5 separate regions of the Mus musculus genome follow, and regions 2, 3, 4 and 5 are each linked to region 1. A link is a contact called in public Hi-C, HiCAR-type and promoter capture Hi-C data. All regions are on one chromosome and are shown on one strand. The core of a region is the stretch at or near the end of the contact, and the rest is flanking DNA. Distances in the headings are between cores, read along the strand shown.

What was found. Promoter capture Hi-C pulls out the DNA fragments that hold promoters and counts their contacts. A called contact is a pair of places that touch in the nucleus more often than the background predicts. HiCAR-type assays count read pairs that join an accessible place to other places.
Region 2: a contact with region 1 is called in a HiCAR-type map of astrocytes, with 7 times the contacts expected there. The contact joins the promoter of Bmpr1b here to the promoter of Stpg2 in region 1. A contact is called at or near these places in 2 of 39 promoter capture datasets (hippocampal neurons and liver) and 1 of 115 datasets of contacts at active chromatin or transcription factors (astrocytes).
Region 3: a promoter capture Hi-C map of embryonic stem cells shows a contact between it and region 1, with 7 times the contacts expected there. The contact joins the enhancer-like site here to the promoter of Stpg2 in region 1. A contact is called at or near these places in 10 of 39 promoter capture datasets (the 3T3-L1 cell line, 3T3-L1-derived adipocytes, the C10 cell line and 7 more), 1 of 484 Hi-C or Micro-C datasets (cortical neurons) and 1 of 115 datasets of contacts at active chromatin or transcription factors (embryonic forebrain).
Region 4: a contact with region 1 is called in a Hi-C map of rod photoreceptor, with 5 times the contacts expected there. The contact joins the promoter of Ppp3ca here to the promoter of Stpg2 in region 1. A contact is called at or near these places in 1 of 39 promoter capture datasets (pre-B cells) and 2 of 484 Hi-C or Micro-C datasets (CD4 T cells and rod photoreceptor).
Region 5: a contact with region 1 is called in a promoter capture Hi-C map of embryonic stem cells, with 10 times the contacts expected there. The contact joins the promoter of Unc5c here to the promoter of Stpg2 in region 1. A contact is called at or near these places in 4 of 39 promoter capture datasets (embryonic stem cells, hippocampal neurons, second pharyngeal arch cranial neural crest and 1 more) and 2 of 115 datasets of contacts at active chromatin or transcription factors (astrocytes and stem cell-derived neural progenitor cells).

Annotation. Positions count from the first base shown.
Region 1 is chr3:139,204,186-139,207,440 of GRCm38.p6, reverse strand. It overlaps Stpg2 (sperm tail PG rich repeat containing 2), which reads right to left and starts at 1,548. Exons shown (of 14, transcript NM_198659.2): 1 at 1,434-1,548. The coding sequence starts at 1,542.
Region 2 is chr3:142,167,765-142,171,019 of GRCm38.p6, reverse strand. It overlaps Bmpr1b (bone morphogenetic protein receptor, type 1B), which reads left to right and starts at 1,595. Exons shown (of 12, transcript NM_001277217.2): 1 at 1,595-1,875.
Region 3 is chr3:141,847,758-141,851,012 of GRCm38.p6, reverse strand. All of the region lies in intron 9 of Bmpr1b (bone morphogenetic protein receptor, type 1B), which reads left to right. Among named protein-coding and RNA genes, the nearest start is that of Gm15689, 170 kb to the right of the region's middle. Within about 2 kb of position 1,767, at least 8 of the 459 cell types and tissues checked have an H3K27ac peak or open chromatin away from gene starts, as enhancers often do. A contact at or near this core is called in embryonic stem cells, where this site is marked.
Region 4 is chr3:136,668,278-136,671,532 of GRCm38.p6, reverse strand. Ppp3ca (protein phosphatase 3, catalytic subunit, alpha isoform) reads right to left here and starts at 1,467. Exons shown (of 14, transcript NM_008913.5): 1 at 632-1,467. The coding sequence starts at 689.
Region 5 is chr3:141,463,888-141,467,142 of GRCm38.p6, reverse strand. Unc5c (unc-5 netrin receptor C) reads right to left here and starts at 1,579. Exons shown (of 16, transcript NM_009472.4): 1 at 1,306-1,579. The coding sequence starts at 1,429.

The DNA of each region.
Region 1 (3,255 bases), core at 299-2,798:
TTATGACACTGAGACAGAAACAACATGCTACTGATTTAATTGAGAAAAAATAAATTGGATTGTATTAAATTGGGTAGCTATGAACAAAGGGGAAGAATTTCTGAGAGATTGTGAACATTTAACCAATGGTCTTAAAGGCCAAGAGAAATGGCCAGGCAAAAAAAGTAAGCTAGAGTTCTAAAGCTTAGACCAGCCATGCAAGGATGTCTGTAAAGTGACTGACAACGACGCAGACTTTAAGCCTGTGGGAAACTTAGAGACATAAACCACCTCTATCTCTATAAAGAATTTCACTTGGGAGTGGCTGGATATAAATGGTGATTGAAGTAACAGATATGAATAAGAGAGTACAATGAGCAAAGCAACAAGAACAAGATGTAAAGCTAAGTATCTTATAAATTTAGCTGTGCATGATTAGTGGGAAAAAAAGAAAAATAAAACATGATTCCTTGCTTCAGTACCGAATCATGTGTCAGGTACTGAACAGCAGGAAAAAAAATGAGACAGAAAGCAACAAAGAAAGTGGTCAGCTGTACCAAAATAAAGGTCAAAAAAAAAAGTTATGGGTGTGCAAAAGCATCATAGGTGTGCCCATTACAGATGGTCACTGGTAAACACAAGATGCTGGGGAATACATGCTTATACCATCTCAACAGTACTTGGCATAGGTACCAAAAATGCTGAGGACAGATGCTGAAAAGATGTAAAATTTGAGATCTGAAACGCAAACAGAATTTTACCATGTCCAGAGAAACTTAAACTAACCATAATGGAGCAGGGATGTAAACAGAGTACTCACTCCTGGAACTTTAAGGGGGCAGGAGGTATTTTATATCTACTGAAAAATGCAGGTTTACAAAAGAAACCACTAGAATTTGGGTGGTATTAAACTCAAACAAAAACAAAAACCAGAACTTTAAAAGCAGAGACCGAATTAGAAATATTTATTAAAAGTTGGACCTAATTCACAAACTGGGGGGGGGGGGGGGGGTGAGAAATGAAGAAAAGCAATTAACTACTTCAATTATTAGTCCCTAGGCCACCCCTGAAGGCTATAACTTTTCACAGAATGTAGAAAGAGGGTCTCAGTATAAAGCCAGGGATGGTCAGATAACTTCACTCCGGGGAGTGGGGGAGATTGGGGACGGGATCCAATTTGTAAGTGATAATACAGAATAGAAATGTAAACAATTACATCGTGGTAAATAAATCTGATTAAAGTGTGTGCAAAAGCAAGTATTGTGTTTCATACAGTCACAAACTTGTTATGTCATACAGTCAAGAGCCAAGGAATCAAAATCCTGGTTCTAGTATCGTCTCTACCTGCGACGTGTTACATTTCTGAACAGTGGTCCTTTTTGACTTTGTGTTTAACCTGAGGGCAGGCTGAAGGCGGGCCGTCTGTCACCGCAAGCTGGCCATCAGCATCTTACCTGTGGCCTGCTGCTTAGGAAAAGGTACCTGGTAGGTCCCAGGCCCCACGTGCTCCTCGGTGCTGCCGCGGTTGGCACAGTCGAGCCAGCGCGGAGCACGGTCATACATAGTGATGAGGGGCGGGGCCCACGGGACCGGAAACTAGACAGGCGGCCTGCGTCGTCCCTACACGCGGGACTAGAGTGCGAGCTGCGTGCTGACTGGCTCAGCGGCGTCAGCTTTCCCTCGGGTCCTCGGCACAGAGGTAAAGTGGCGAGGACAGCAGCCAGAGGACCCGCCCGCCAGCCCGCCAGCGTTCAATTCAGCGCTCACGGGTCACGCCAGAGACCGGGCTTAGCCGCCTGAACTTCCGGCTCTGGCTCCGCCCACTCCCCGCCTCCCGGAAACCTTGGAAGGGCAGAGGCCGGAAGGACTCGGGCCTGTAGGTGCACTTCCGGCACCGGCCTCGGAGCATTTCCGGTCGAGCGCTCAGAGCTCGGAGATGTCTTGTAGAGTCTGACGAAGCTCCCTGCGCTAGGCAGGGCGGTGCTGCACCTCAGCTCCACCTCAGCTCCGCCTCAACTCACCTGCTTCCTGTCCCAGAATACCTTCGCTGCGCAGAAAAGCCCTAGAAACGCACTAGAAGGAGGCGAATTAATTTGATTTTGATTTGCCTTCCCTGTAAATCAGGGTGACTGGAAAGACCCGGGGGGCGGGGCAGCGAGGCGGGGACAGGTGGAATAGAAAAGCTCGGGACCCCAAAACAGGGTTTGGGATCAGCAAAGTCCCCCTTCACTCCTGTCAAAAAGGCATCCTCTGAATAAAGTCACTACTGAATCTGACCTGCAGGCCATCAAGATTTCTAAAGGAAAGCTGGGAACGCAGAGGGTTGGGGGCGGGGGTGGGGGGGTGACAAGAAATGGCAACATCTGAAAAGGGGAAAGCTTGCCTACTGAAGCAAGTCAAGGGCAAGGGCTAAAAACTGCTTCTGGTGTTGGACACGGATAAATGGCAACATTGTCTACAAAGTAAGGTGAAGGCATCGAAAAAGCCCAAGCCACCCTCATCGATCCACTGAATCTTCAGCAACAGGCGCTGGAGAGTATCAGAATCCATCTATGTGTTTGGTTGGTTTTTTTCATTAAGAAATCCACACAGCTTCTAAACATCCTTAAAGGCTTAGGCCAGTGGTTCTCAACCTTCTGAATGCTGCAACCCTTTAATACGGTTTCTCAACTTGTAGTGGCCCCATACCATAAAATCATTTTCATTGCTACTTTATAACTTTGGTACTGTTAGGAAGCACAATGTAAGTATTTTTGGAGGTAGAAGTTTGCCAGTGGGGTTGTGACCCACAGGTAAAGAACCACTGGCTTAGGCAATCCTTCCATGGCCCTGCCTTACCCACAAAAGAGCTAGAGTGCCTCAGTCCCCAATACAAACTTAAATATATTTAAATTTTGTGATTCTTAGTTTGCTACTTAGTTCTGAATTAATTGTGGCATCTCTGTTAGAATACTCAAAAAGTATGTGTGTGTGGTTCCTAAGAATCTTTTGATGTCTTCTACTAAACAGCTGGATCATTACTTACTTGAAAAGAACTTATTGGCAAATGTATATAGTTCTCTTACTCTTCTAAGTTAACCTGGATACAAATAAAACTAAAGCCCCTGTCCCTGGGTAGGTCATGAATAGCCCAAGAAGGGGCAAGCAAGGTATACAGAATGGCAAGAGAATATCACAAGCACTTGGGAAACTTATTTGTAATGAAGTGTTTAACTTTCTTGTTAACCTTAATGCTTCCTACATTCTTATAAAACTCATAAGTAGCTGGGAAGTGGT
Region 2 (3,255 bases), core at 346-2,845, 3.0 Mb before region 1:
TATTTGGTGCTGATTACTGTATGGCTAGCTTTGTGAACACTCTGTTGCTGCAGAGTGCCATATCCTAAGATCCTCCTTAAATATGGTTTATAGAGCCCTCTCATCCTTTTCTTCTACCCAGAGATTTTTTTTTTTAAAAGACTCTGTGCCCCTCTCCCCCATGACCTACAGAGGGTTTCAAGTACCTTTCTCTGTAACATCCAATTTATTTAAATTCAGTTTATAAGAACCTCTAAGGGAGAATCTTACACTTCTGTCTAGTAAATGTTATTAGTAATTCCTACATCACAGGGGTAGATCTATTCAAGTTTCTTTCCTATTTAAAACTAATGTCAGGAGACGAAAATGACAGAAAGTCTGATTGGGGGACAGATAGAAGGCAAGTTCACTGGTCACATACTTATAGTTAGGAAAGAAGAGAAAGACGATGCAGAAGGGGAGGGGGTGGGGTTATCTCTGACTCACAGAGTGAAGGCAACAGGTTGGATTCCACCTTTGCAGTTCTTTCAGCTCTAAGTCCTGACACCTGGGGTCAGCAAGGGCCCAATAAAGAGACACCAACAAGCAATTTACCTACTTAGAAAACTTCTAGACAACGTCTTACAGTCTGGCTTCAGGGACTATAACATGGATACACGATGGGGCAGGCAGACTCCCTTGGCGACACTGTCATTTCAGGATAAATATACCCACCATTTACCAACTCATTAATAAACACCAGGGACCCCACTTGCTCCTAAGAGGGACCTGTAGGTCTCTTATATTTACAGGTGAAAATATTTTATTTAACGTCTGATTCAGCTGGAACAATTTCAGAAGAAAGGGGATGAAATAAAATGGTAGGAATGAAATAGATCATAATGAGAAACTCATAAGAAATTCACTTCCGAGTGGCACAAAATAAAACTTAAGTCACACTTCTAACGAGGACAAACGGGGCTGCTCAACATGCTTGGAATTTAAAAAAAAGTGAGGAAATGAATTATGGTGGAAACTGGGCATCAGGCATTAGGAAGAAAAGATATTTGGAATTCATGAGATACCGCCCTGGGAAACAGTTGGCAAAATGGCTGAGTTGAAAGAGGTTAGCTATGCTCCCCAAATCTCCGGAGAAGCCGAATCACCTTACTTTATATTCATTTCTCCAAGAGTCGAAACACTTACAGACTTAGCCAGGAGACCACAGAGTAAAGATGTCAAATGCTTTCTCAAGCCAAACTGTAAAATTTCATCGAACACAAGTGGAATTTTTTGCGTTGCCTTTCATTGTTTACAATTTCAAAATATCTGTATTAAGGAAAAATTTCATTTTCCTAGGAAGCCTCACTCCATGCCTCAAGATTTCTAACCCCTCACCCGAGACTGTGGATCTAATTTGATGTGCACTCCCCTCCCCTTTTTTATGAGGTGTGTGACCAACGTTTCCATAACTTCTCCAAAGTGTCGCTGGCCCCGGAGAAGTTGAAGTTCACCGCGCTCTGCCATTTGGAGTCGGTCCCAGCTCGCACCATTCCGCGCTGCCTCCTCGCGCTTTTGTTTCTGGAAGCTGAAGGGGGCGTGTGGCAAGGCTTTTGGACCAGCCAGGGACGTTTGTCCGGCTGCAGCGCCAGGGATGCTCTGAGGACGGCTCTGGAGGTGGCTGGGACCGCTCCAGGCGCCGGGCCGCGTAATCCCTGCGCTAAGTGCTTGGCTCGCAGTCTGCAGTCACTAGTGGGAGCTGGAGAGGGCGAGTGAGAAAAATTCCAGCGGCGGCGGAGCGGGAGGAGGGACAGGAGCTACGGCGGCGGCGGCAGAGGCAGCGGCGGCGGCAGAAGTTGCCGGCGTGGTGCTCGTAGTGAGGGCGCGGAGGACCCGGGACCTGGGAAGCGGCGGCGGGTAAGGGGCGCTGGGAAGGGGCCTGGGAGTTCGGATCGGGGGTCTCCAGGGTAGCCCGCGCTTTGTGCGGCGATCGGGGTGGGACACGTGCTCCTCGGGGAGCGGGACACCCGGACAGCGGGGCGCTCCCGGGCCACGAGCGCTTGGGGGGACGCCAAGGGGCACCGAGCTCGGGACCAGCCACCTGCCTCGCCTGCTCCTCGGACCCGCTGGGAGAGCCAAGGCGCTCATGGGACAACCACACTCTTCGGTCCTCTCGCGCTCTCCCCTGCCCCTTAGTCACTCCATCCTCTCAGCCCTCTCCTCTTCCGAGTCTTTCCAACGTGATCCCATACTTAGTAGCTGACTTTCCCCACCTCTTGTCCTTTCCTCCTGTCCCTCTACACTATTCCCATCGGTTCTCTGCAGGGTGAGGTTTTTCTGACATTGGAGAAAGACCCTCCGGAAGTTGTGCAGGGCGGCAGGTATCTAGTTTCTCTGAGCCTCTCCAAGGAGGCTGAGTGCTCTGTGTTCTGAATGGGGACCTTGTGGCTTCTTTGAGTTATTAGGGACTGCTCTTTTCTTAGTCACCTTCCCCCAAGGTGAGGTCAGTTACTGTGAGGGGCCACAAAGGTGCCAGTGAAACAGAACAGAAGAAGGCAGCTGAGTAACAGAAGGTCCCAGACATATCCGCAGTGAAGCGGAACCACCTGAGAGAAGGCTCCTGGATTCTGGAAAAACAAAAGGCTCCATGAGTCCTCACGATGGAGTTCAGCTGAAGAACATTTGAAAAATAATATGAAAAAGCCCTCGGTGTGAGAGCCTCTTGCTGTCCTCACTGAGACTAAGTCTTTGCTTTTCATATGCATATTTTTGGGGCTCTTGGTCACAACTTCTCTAATTATTGTTTTGAGGGAAGTTAAGAGAAATGGTCTATGTCAACGGGGCACTTATGTTTTAAGAAAAAGTGATTTCAACTTTGTACTTTTATACCTCTTTACATTCTGCCGATCAAGGAGAATTATGTCTAACTGCAAAGAAAATAGGAAAGGATTTGTCAGTAATTTAAAAAATATGAGACATTCCAGGGATCAATAATTTCTTTGGAGCATTCTCATTACGAGGATGTTGTCGAGGATATTACATGTTAGTGAAATATGTTAGCTGTGACACACTTGGATCATTGTGTGGCAAAAAAAAAAAAAATTACGTGCGCGCTGCAAGCAAATCATATCGGCAATGGCTTTTTATGGAAAAGTTAGCTTGAAGTTAATTACTGCCATTCTCAGCTTTCTTTATTCCTGCATAGTGTACCTTTGTTTTGAGCAAAATATGGCCCAGGGCTACAAGACTGGGTCCAGTGTGTTATTTGTCCAATCTGAATTACCATTTAGAAAACCA
Region 3 (3,255 bases), core at 518-3,017, 2.6 Mb before region 1:
AATCAGCATGGATAAAAGAGAGGTCTGGCTTCCCTGAGAGAATGAGGCCAGGTAAGAATTCAAACTTTATTTTCCCCATGTGACAGTGTTGTGAATGAAGCTGGTGGAAACATGCATTTCCCAGCTGTGTGAATTGTAGGCTTCTATTTTTCAAATCCTACTTTAATAAGTGTACTTAAATACTTTAATCTCTCTTCTAACCCACCACCCACCAGAGGTAATGGAAAGGAAAGGTTAATAGGGCAAAGGACGGTGCGGACCTGCTTAGAAATATGTCTTTGGAGCAAGTCCAATTTGTGCTGTCAGGATATTAGTAATCCAGTTCACGTGAATCGGCAGTGCTACCTTGATCCACTCAAAAACACCATTTATGAATGAGCACCAAGCATTCCATTCAGAAGAAACAGGAGGCTCTGCCAATCCACCGGAGTCCACGGAAGTTGCAAGAAGCCCCTGGGACACCACCAGAAATCCTTTAGTGTGCTTCTCTCTATAAAGTCATGACAAATGATGACCAGCAAAGAGTGTCAAGGCAAAGCAATACCACACATGTCGTCCACTGTCTGTTGGGTTATATCTATACCCTTTTCAAACGTCACGTGTTCTCTCAAGCATCTACTCTAGCAAGGCATCACATGCCATTTTTTCCAGGCTGCTTCCAGGAAAACACCACATGTCTCTTCTCCACAAATCATCCTCCCACGTGTCTACTTCATAAAAAGCGTCCTCTCATAAGACAGTTTTCAGAAAAAAACATGAGTCTCCAAAGAAGTCAGAAATTTGCACTTCAATGCGTAGTTCCCTTGCTCCCCGCTTGGCACAGTCCTGCCTGGCACCTTTGGGGGATAGGGCAGCCTCACTGCACTGCTCCTATCTATCATTGCCTTTCTTCTCTGTGTCCCTGTCATGCACACACATTAAATCAAGCTATTCCCCCTTGACTTCCTTCCTACTAGAAGCAGTAGCCAGGAGAATTCATACTTACTCTACATCGTCCTGGGCTGGGCTAGAAAAATCACTTGATCTCAGACAGTTAGGAAGCCCTTTGCCACCCATCCCTCTGAATCTCTGATTCTTTTTTTCTTTCTGCTAGCTAGTGACAGGTCAGAGATACAAGCTTGGTATGCAGTTTGAAGTTCAAATACATGGAGGCATTATATATCCCATCAGAAGTATTAAAACAGTAAGTGAGAAATTGTAAAATGGCTGGCAGAAACGAAGCTCTTCCTAAAAGAAATTTGTGTTTCTATTTTTATTTTTTAAATTATCTTTAATCTTTTTTTACAGTCCAGTCATTATCCCAGTCTACCCTCTGGCAGTTCCTCATCCCATTTCTCCTTCACTGTCTCCATGAGGATGCACCCCATCCCACCCTACCCTACCCTGCAAGGCCTCCCCTTTCCCTGGGGCCTCAAGTCTCTCCAGGGTTAGGTGCATTTTCTCTCACTGAGGCCAGACCAGTGAGAGAGGCGGTCCTCTGCAGTGTGTGTGTCTGGGGCCTCAGACCAGCTAGTGTCTGCTGCCTGGTTGGTGGCTCAGTGCTAAGAGATTCTTGGGGGTCTTAGAAACACAGATTTCTTGGGATCCATCTCAAGGGGAAGCTCTGAGAAATTTGCATCTCTAAACCTATCAGAATATTGAAACAATGGACTCCAAAGAAATGGGGATTTCTCTGGGAATCTCATGCTGGGTAGAGAGAATGGCCATGGCCAGAGGAGAATTTGGCCTGCACAAAGTGAAGCCAAAGATTTTAACTCTTTGTCAGCAAGTAGCCCAGACCCAGGATGAGTCAGTAGTTGGTGAGAACCACACCTTGAAGAGTTACTAGCAAGCATAGCCTTGACTCTGTATTTAAATTAAATCTCCCTGTGGGTCCCTGTGTTGGCCTCTGGGGTTTTCTGGATCTCTGGCCTTTCCAAGGTGTCCACCTAGCATATAGCTCCTTTTCCTATTAACAAGATGAGCCTTTACCCTCTGCATTCTTGTCTGCCCCAGCCTGTCAGGGTTCTCAGGAGCCTGTTTCCTCTCTGGTATACCCTCTTTACCTTTCTCACACACCTATAGGAAAGCTCCCCCCATCTTGCTGTCTGTAACTCCCTCTTGGACATACTTGCCAATGGATTTTAAACTTGCCTGTATTTATGCCTTTCTTTGTTCTACAAATACTATAACACTTTTATGAAACCACTTGTACATCGGAACATGAAATTTGGGATTAGATTAAGTCTTTGTTTCCTCAAAATAGTTCCAGAATAAACTACTCCCTGTTCCCTTTAAGATGAGATCTGTGATTTTAGCACTGGCATTATTAATCTTCAAATTACACGTGTTTTCTAATTCTACTTAAGTTTGTAACCCCTTGGTACACAGACTAAGAAGAACAAAAGCGTGGTTAGGTCTCGTGGGAATATTAATTATGAAATTATAATTGAAGGAGACAATCTGTTCCTGTAATTCTCTAGAGCCTCCACCTCTGCCACCAGGCTCTGATTATTAATCCTGACTCTTTTCCACAGGAAAAGTAAAGACAACATCCCCGAATTGTCTATGGGAAAGATAAAGAGCTCATATTTCCTTGATATTCAAAGCAGCACCCACATATATGACAGAATATTTTGAGTTCTTGCTAATTTTATATAGTTTGTAAATGACTTTTTAATTTCATGGTCTTATGCCTGTAGCTTTCCTCAGTCCTTGAAATATATACTTTCCAGTCATTGATCCTGTCAGGTTATATTAAGTATACTTGTGTATATATAGTAACGTATATTTATATATATTTTATTTATGATCTATTATATACTCATAAGGCATTTCAAAGGACAGTTGTGTTACAGTTGAATATTAACAGATGATAACAGCTTTCCTCCTTTTCTTTAGTCTTTTCAACAGAAATAAGATGTGGAATATAATCTTTTTCGCTTCCCCTATTTTATTGCTTTTTATGATTTGGTAATTCACTTGTGTGGCCCTTACAGCATCTGCATAGGCTCTGTGGGGTTGGAGTTACTCTCTCCTTCTCTGTGCATGTTTCATAGTATACATTTTTTTGTGTGCCAACTTTGACTCTCATTGTTTTGCACTCCTGCATAGAGGAGGAGGCTGGAATAGGCTGAAGACCCTCACCCCCTCTGCTCCTTTCTTTCTCGTTGACTTTCTTCCGTGAACCTCTCTCTACCCTCTTATAAGCCCGACAACTTCCGAATCCACTTTCTTCCTTTATTCTTGTATACCCATATTCAATTTAATTTTCAT
Region 4 (3,255 bases), core at 218-2,717, 2.5 Mb after region 1:
GCCCCCGCGGCGCGCGGCAGCCGGAGCTGGGCTCCCCCCACGCTCTCCCGCTCTCTCGCGAGTCCTGTGCAGGCCCTTCCCGCGGAGGGGGAGGGGGCGCCCAGGGAACTGCTGCAATGGAGCGCCTGGAGCAATGTGCCGGGGCGAGCCAGTCCGCGGCAAGCCATGGCCACATTAAAATGCCCTATTAATTTTTTAAAAGCCATAAATCACCTCCCCTCCCTCTACAAAGAGCAAACCATAAACCCGATCCCATGCAAGCCCGCGAGCAGCCACCCACTTCCTATTTCTGTCACAGCAGCTACACCCTGCCAGCAGTCACCCCCCCCCCCGGGCGCCCCCTCCCGCCACCGCCACCCCCGCCACCGCCTCCCAGCCACTCAGCCATTTGCCAACTGCTGCCCCCCGTCCACGAAAACAAACAAATAAATACATAAATAAAAATAAATGCCCCGATTAGGGCCGGGTGGGCGGTGTGGGGGCAGGGCGCGGCGAAGGAAGGGATCGCCTCTTGCAGGAGATCCTAGAAGGTCCCCGGCGCTAGCCGGAGAGGGACGACCGGGGCGGGGGAGGGGAGGACAGTCGCCTGCGGCACTCGGTGCACCCCGGGCCGACGCGGCGCTGCGCTTACCTTTCACCACCCTGTCGGTCGTCGACAACTTGGGATCAATCGCCTTGGGCTCGGACATCTCCAGCCACCGGGAGGGGGGGACAGCGACGCGCTGCTCGTCCCGTCCGACTGCACACCCCGACCGCACCGGCGGGCCAGACACTCAGCGCCGCCGCCGCCGCGCTGCAAACCGCTCGGCTGGAGCTCTGGGCTCTGGGCTGGCTCGAAAGTTACTGCCGGCTCCGCGCGTCCCTCCTCCGCCGCCGCCGCCTTCACTCCTCCTCCGCCGCCGCCAGCCCCGCCGCCTCGCTCCGGGCTGCGCGTGTGTGCTGGTTATTTATTTATTTTCTGAGCACGCCTCCCGGTTCTTCTTTTATTCTTGGGGACGGGGCGGGGGATGGGGAGGAGAAGCACACGCGAGCACCCACCCCGGCACCGACACCGGGCGCCGCGCAATGGAGCCCCCACGCGCGCACACGGTCGGGATTAAGACCGATCACATGGGGAGGGCCGGGGGCGAGGGAGGAGAGGCAGGGCCGCGGATGTCAGCGCCGCCAGCCGCGCCTCGGCTTCCCGGTGCTGGAGAGGCGGCTGCCGCTGCGGCCGCCGCTGCTTCCCCACGCCGATTGTCGCCGGGCGCCGCCGGGGCCGCGGCAGCCGTAGACGTCCCGCCGCCGCGCTCGTCCGCGATCCTCCTCTGCCTCGCGGCGCCGCTGCTTCTCCACGCACAGGCAACAGCCGCTGAGCTCGGTGGACACAGTCCGGGGCACAACCTCGCCTCCGCCGCCGCGCCGGCCGCCGCCACCACCGCGCCCGCCTCCGCCTCCTCCCCTTCCTCCTCACCGCCCCCGCCTCCAGCGCCCTGGCCACCTCCTCCTCGGGGTCCGCCTTAGGGCCCGCCCCACGTTGCACCTCGCAAGCTCATTGGCTGGAGAGCGCGTCCCTCATCGCTAAGGCGGTGGTCTGGGTGACCGCCCCGCCCCCTGCTCTGTTTTCTTCAGGGTGCCAGTCAGTCCCGTGGGCCTGCTGCCTCCACCGCCCTGTGACCGCTCAAGTGTCACTGGAGTGGGCAGGGAGGAGGGAGGCTGGACTGGGAGTAGGGGCCGGGAGGAGCTGGGCTGCTGCGTGCCCCCGCGCCTGCCCACTCCCGAAGTCCTGCACACACTCCCGGGTGGGTCTCGGCCGCTCCGAGTGTGTGAGTGGCCCGCAGTAGTGAGTTCGGAGACCGAGGAAGGAGGAGCGCCGGACGCTCCCGGCCGCGGCGCAGCTGCTGTCGCTGCCGCAGCTGTCCAGGGAGGATCGCCAAGGAAGGCGACGAGTAAACAGCTTACCTTGGGGAGGCAGCTCTGCCTGAGCTAGGTGGACGGGGATTACTGATGGTGGGGTGGTTAGGACGCGTGCACAACTTCACGGGAAGAAACGAAAGTGTGTTTGGGGCGCTGCGGGACGCGGTGGCTGGCTGGCTAGCTATCCAAGGTGGATGGGAACAGACTGGAGCCTATGCGACCCTGGCTGTGCTCAGTGACCCTGGATGCCCTAGGAGATAAGAGGAGTCAGAAAGACTCGGGAGAGGTCGCCTTTTCCCTGTTCACAGGAGCTAGCAGTCACTGGTGGCGATAGGTGACACTAAATTTCTTCCTGTTCCTTCCAGTCAGTCACTCAGTGATCAAGATGCATGTAGGGCCTTGGCTTGTTGCAGTTTCTCACAAGTCCCTCATAAGAAGGAAAATAAGGGACCGTGTATGAAATGCTCTTCAAAATATCTTCTGCCTCCTGAGTTCCAGGACAGCTAGAGCTATACCGAGAAACCCTGCCTCGAAAAAACAAACAAACAAACAAACAAAATATCTTCTGGGCACAGCCCTCCCCCTGGCCTACCACAACCCCAAGGACCAGCAAGGAAATTATGAAGAGAGCTGAATAAATTTCTCACCCTTGTCCTTCCTGTTTTATTTTCAAATTCCTTCAGTATCAGGGTTTTCGTATTTCCTGAATTGGACTGTAAGCTTAATAAAGGGCCTACAAAAAGGTGTGGGAAGCTGCTGGAGGCACACTCCATTAGTCCCAGCATCTGGGAGGCAGAGGCAGGAGGAGCTCTGTAAGTTCCAGGCCAGTCTGGTCTACAGACTGAGTCCCAGGACAGCCAGGACTGTCTTGGGAGGGGGCGGGGGGGGGAGTTTAGGAAGCTAGGAGATGGAGCCAGGAGAACTGATCTGGCCACAGGGATTAGATGAAACTCAAGTCCAAAAAAATACAAATTTAATAGCAAATTGGTGGCTCTGGGGCATGACAACTAGGTAGCCTCAAGGATTTTAGGACAGAGGATGTGAGAAGGCTAGCCTGCCAGTCAAAAGGAGAGATGGAGTGGATGGTCACATCCCATCCGCAAAGGGAGGCTGCCCTCGTGGCCAGATTTCTGCTGCTAAATTTGCCACCTCTAGGGTCCTTGCTTTCAATAAGATCTATATAGCCCAGTGGAATTTTCAGGGAACATGAAATTATCTACAAGAGGACTCTGTAATCTCCTCAGTTAGGGGTTGTTGCAAACAGCCTCCTGGGCTAGAGCAGAGCTAGTTGCCAAGGCAGATTTGGGAAGCTGGTCCCTGGCCAGATGGCTGGAAGAGAGGGAAGGACGCCAAGACCTG
Region 5 (3,255 bases), core at 330-2,829, 2.3 Mb before region 1:
GAGCAATTTACTCCCTAAGTAGCTATCTCAGATTCACACTGCCTTGCTCATCGCATACCTCCTCATGAGGACCAGGCTTGCCTGGCCTCTGGGCTTTCTTTCAGCACCCACCTCCCTGCATCAGTGCCTGTAGATTTTAGGAAATGCAGGCTGCAGTTGGAATAAACCAGTCTGTGAGCATCATGGAAGGAGGGTTGCTGCTCCTCCCCCCAAACTCTCCAAATTCACAAAGAAGTGTGTGTGTGTGTGTGTGTGTGTGTGTGTGTGTGTAGAAAAGGGAAGGTCTCTGAGCTGGTTCTGAATTGTTGCCTCTCTCTCCAGGCAAAGCTGTGTTGCCTTCTGGCTATAGACAATAAATAAATAAATAAATAAATAAATAAATAAATAAATAAATCTTTAAAATGGCAAAGAAGGATCTGGGTGGGAACTGGTTTGAATAAGTCTGGGAGCTGCACCTCCCTCTAAAACTCAATGAACAAGAAAGAAGCCTCCAAGATGAACCTCAGTCTAGGTGTCTTCCCTCTACCCGTACAAGACATTCCCAACTCTGGACCACTGTCCTCCTACTCCGGCTTTGCTCAGAGTGCCACACACTTCGAGGCTTACACGCATTAAAATGTCAGTTATAAACTGGTTAGCAGCGTCCTTTCCCCCAGAGAGTTGCAGATTTGGTTCGAACAGCTAGAGTCACCCACTAGAGCTGTGGTTTTGAAGTTTTTCAAGGATCGCCTGTCCGGAGCGGGACACGAAGAGGTTGTGAGTGGAGAAGCAGGCACACCCGGAGCCTGTCCTTTCTGGGCGAATTGAGCATCTCCATAGCGCCCCATCAGCAGTCTAGGGGCACCAGCGCCTATGGGTCCTTGGCGGTAATGGACATATTTCCTTAGCGGAGGTGGAAGAAAACCCTGCAAGCGCAGCCATCGCGCACAGCGAGAAGCCTCGGCACACTACACATATTGGGGCACATACCACAACGCCACTATCAGTGCCTCTGGAAACCCCCGGCTACACAATATTCAAAACCGTGCGTCTGTGGGTCTGAAAGTGCAAAAGACACTCCAGGATCCCACAGGCACCGAGACAGCAGCTACACTTAACACACCCCGGGTCCATCCTTACCCAGATCCAGAGCTAAGACTGAAAATCTGGTTTCTTAACTAGTTGGGAAAGTGGGATTTAAAGTGGTTTCCATTGGGGGCAACTAGGCAGGTGAGGAATCAAGGAGCGCCGGGGACAAATAGAGGTAGAAGAGAGGGAAGACAGAAGCAAAGGGAGGTGACTGCCGCGCCCTGAAGACCCTCTTACCTTGAGCGGCGGAGCCGGTGCCACTGGCGCTTAGCAGGGCCAGGGCAGGTAACACAAGCATCTGCAGCAAGTATCCTAGTCCCAGTCCGCAGCGGGCCGCTGTCGCCCTCAGACCTTTCCTCATCGTCGGCAGAGGTGTACGGGGAAGGGAAACGCCACCAGGAGACGCGCAAACAGCCGAAAGCCCAGCCAGGCAGGAGGCTGGATCCGGCCACCGCCAGGCAGTCCTGAGAAATAACAGCAGCCTGAGCGCCACACTCCACTTTCTCCAAGGGCAGGGGCCAAAGGGGGTGGAGAGGAGCCTCCGAGGAGGAGTTTGAAGGTCCCTCGTCCACTGCGCCTAGCCACTGACGTCTCCCGGCTGCTAATGCTCTGCCCCCACTCGGGAAGTGCTGGGAGGTGTAGCGCGGCCACCACCACAGCTCCCGCAGCTCCGCCGCCAGCCGAGCGGGCGCTGCTCTCGGGTCCCCGCGCCCGCTCGGATCGCACAGGCGCCGGGGATGGGGAGGTGGCAAGAGCGGGAGGAGTGGCGAGCCAGCGAGGCGCTCCCCGCTCTGATCCTTGCGCTTCTGTGCCGGAGAGACTCCCGGGCTGCCGCCCGCCCGCCGACGGTCCAGCGACTGTCGCCTCCAGGAGTGGGGCGAGCGGGGGTCCTGGGTGGCGCTCGCAGAGGAGGCGTGGAGGGCGCGGCCCCACTCCGCGCGGGGGGAAGCGGCGGCGGGAGCGCGCTCGCCCGCCTTATGTAAGCGAGGATGGAGCGAAATCCACGCCTCGCGCGGAAGGTGGAGTCCACTGGGTTCACTTGCTCACTTGCTCACTCGCTCCGGCGCTGACAAGGGACACCTGGGGGCAGAGGCAACTGCGGCCAGGGGCAGCACAGTCTCCCCGCCTGGCGCCAGACTCCTGCTCCGCAAGCGCTGCGGGCACGCCTCAGGCCACTTGGCGGTGTCCAGCGGAGCTCAGCCCACCGCCTGGCAGTGTCCCTGAGCCGGCCAAGCCTAAGCCAGATGCCCCAGGACTGCTCTCGCTCTAGGATTTAGGGAGTTGCGCTTGATTGAGCCGGAGGCGGGCTGGAACTTGTTCGCATAGATGGGAAAGAAGGCAAGAAGCATTTGTAGTGGCTCAGCCCACTATCTTTGGGTTGTCAGCGCCAGTCAGGCTGTTTTATGCTCTGCGAGCCGGTGACCTATTTGTGGTGGAACAAAAACTGGAAATCAATGGAAACTCCCTCGGTACTGATTTTTTTTTTTTTTTTTTTTTGCTTGTTCATCTTGGTGGCTGCTGAGATTGAACATTTAAAGAGTGCCGCGGCAAAACCAAGAGAACCCCCCCCCCCCCAAAAAAAAAAAAAAAAGAACAAAATTTGCAGATGCTCAACTTGATGTTGGAACCTATAACTTAGTCTCCAAATTCTTAAGAGCGAGGAGAGAGGACTAAATCTGCTTCAGTACAGAAAGACATTTTGGGGAGTAGTTAGGTTGTGAATTCGTGATAAAAGGATGAAGGAGGAGTGTGAGGAGGAGTGGGTAAAACAAGCCCAGCCTAGACAAAAGGAAGGCGAATGTCTGAACACACCAGCTAAGCTCCACAAGATAGTGTGAAAAATCCCCGATGTTTGTGCATTTAAAATGAATAATTTTATCACGTAAAGGTTCAGTTTCAAGTGCAAAAGGAGCCATATGTAAATACACAGAAGAGTTTAGAAAGTGTGGGGCGGGTGGAGAAAATGGCTGATTTCAAGTCTAATTTGAGCTGTGGTCAGAACTGTCCGGGTGAGCAGGTCAGGTAACTTTTGCATGTCATGATTCTTTTTTTTTTTTTTTACCTCTCTTCGAAATATTCTAATTCTAATGCCTTGTGATTCTGCCTGCCAAGCACCATTGAAACCTCTACCCGTTATGTATGCCTTGGATGGATTTCATAGACTTGGGAAGGTCACTCTTGGGAGAG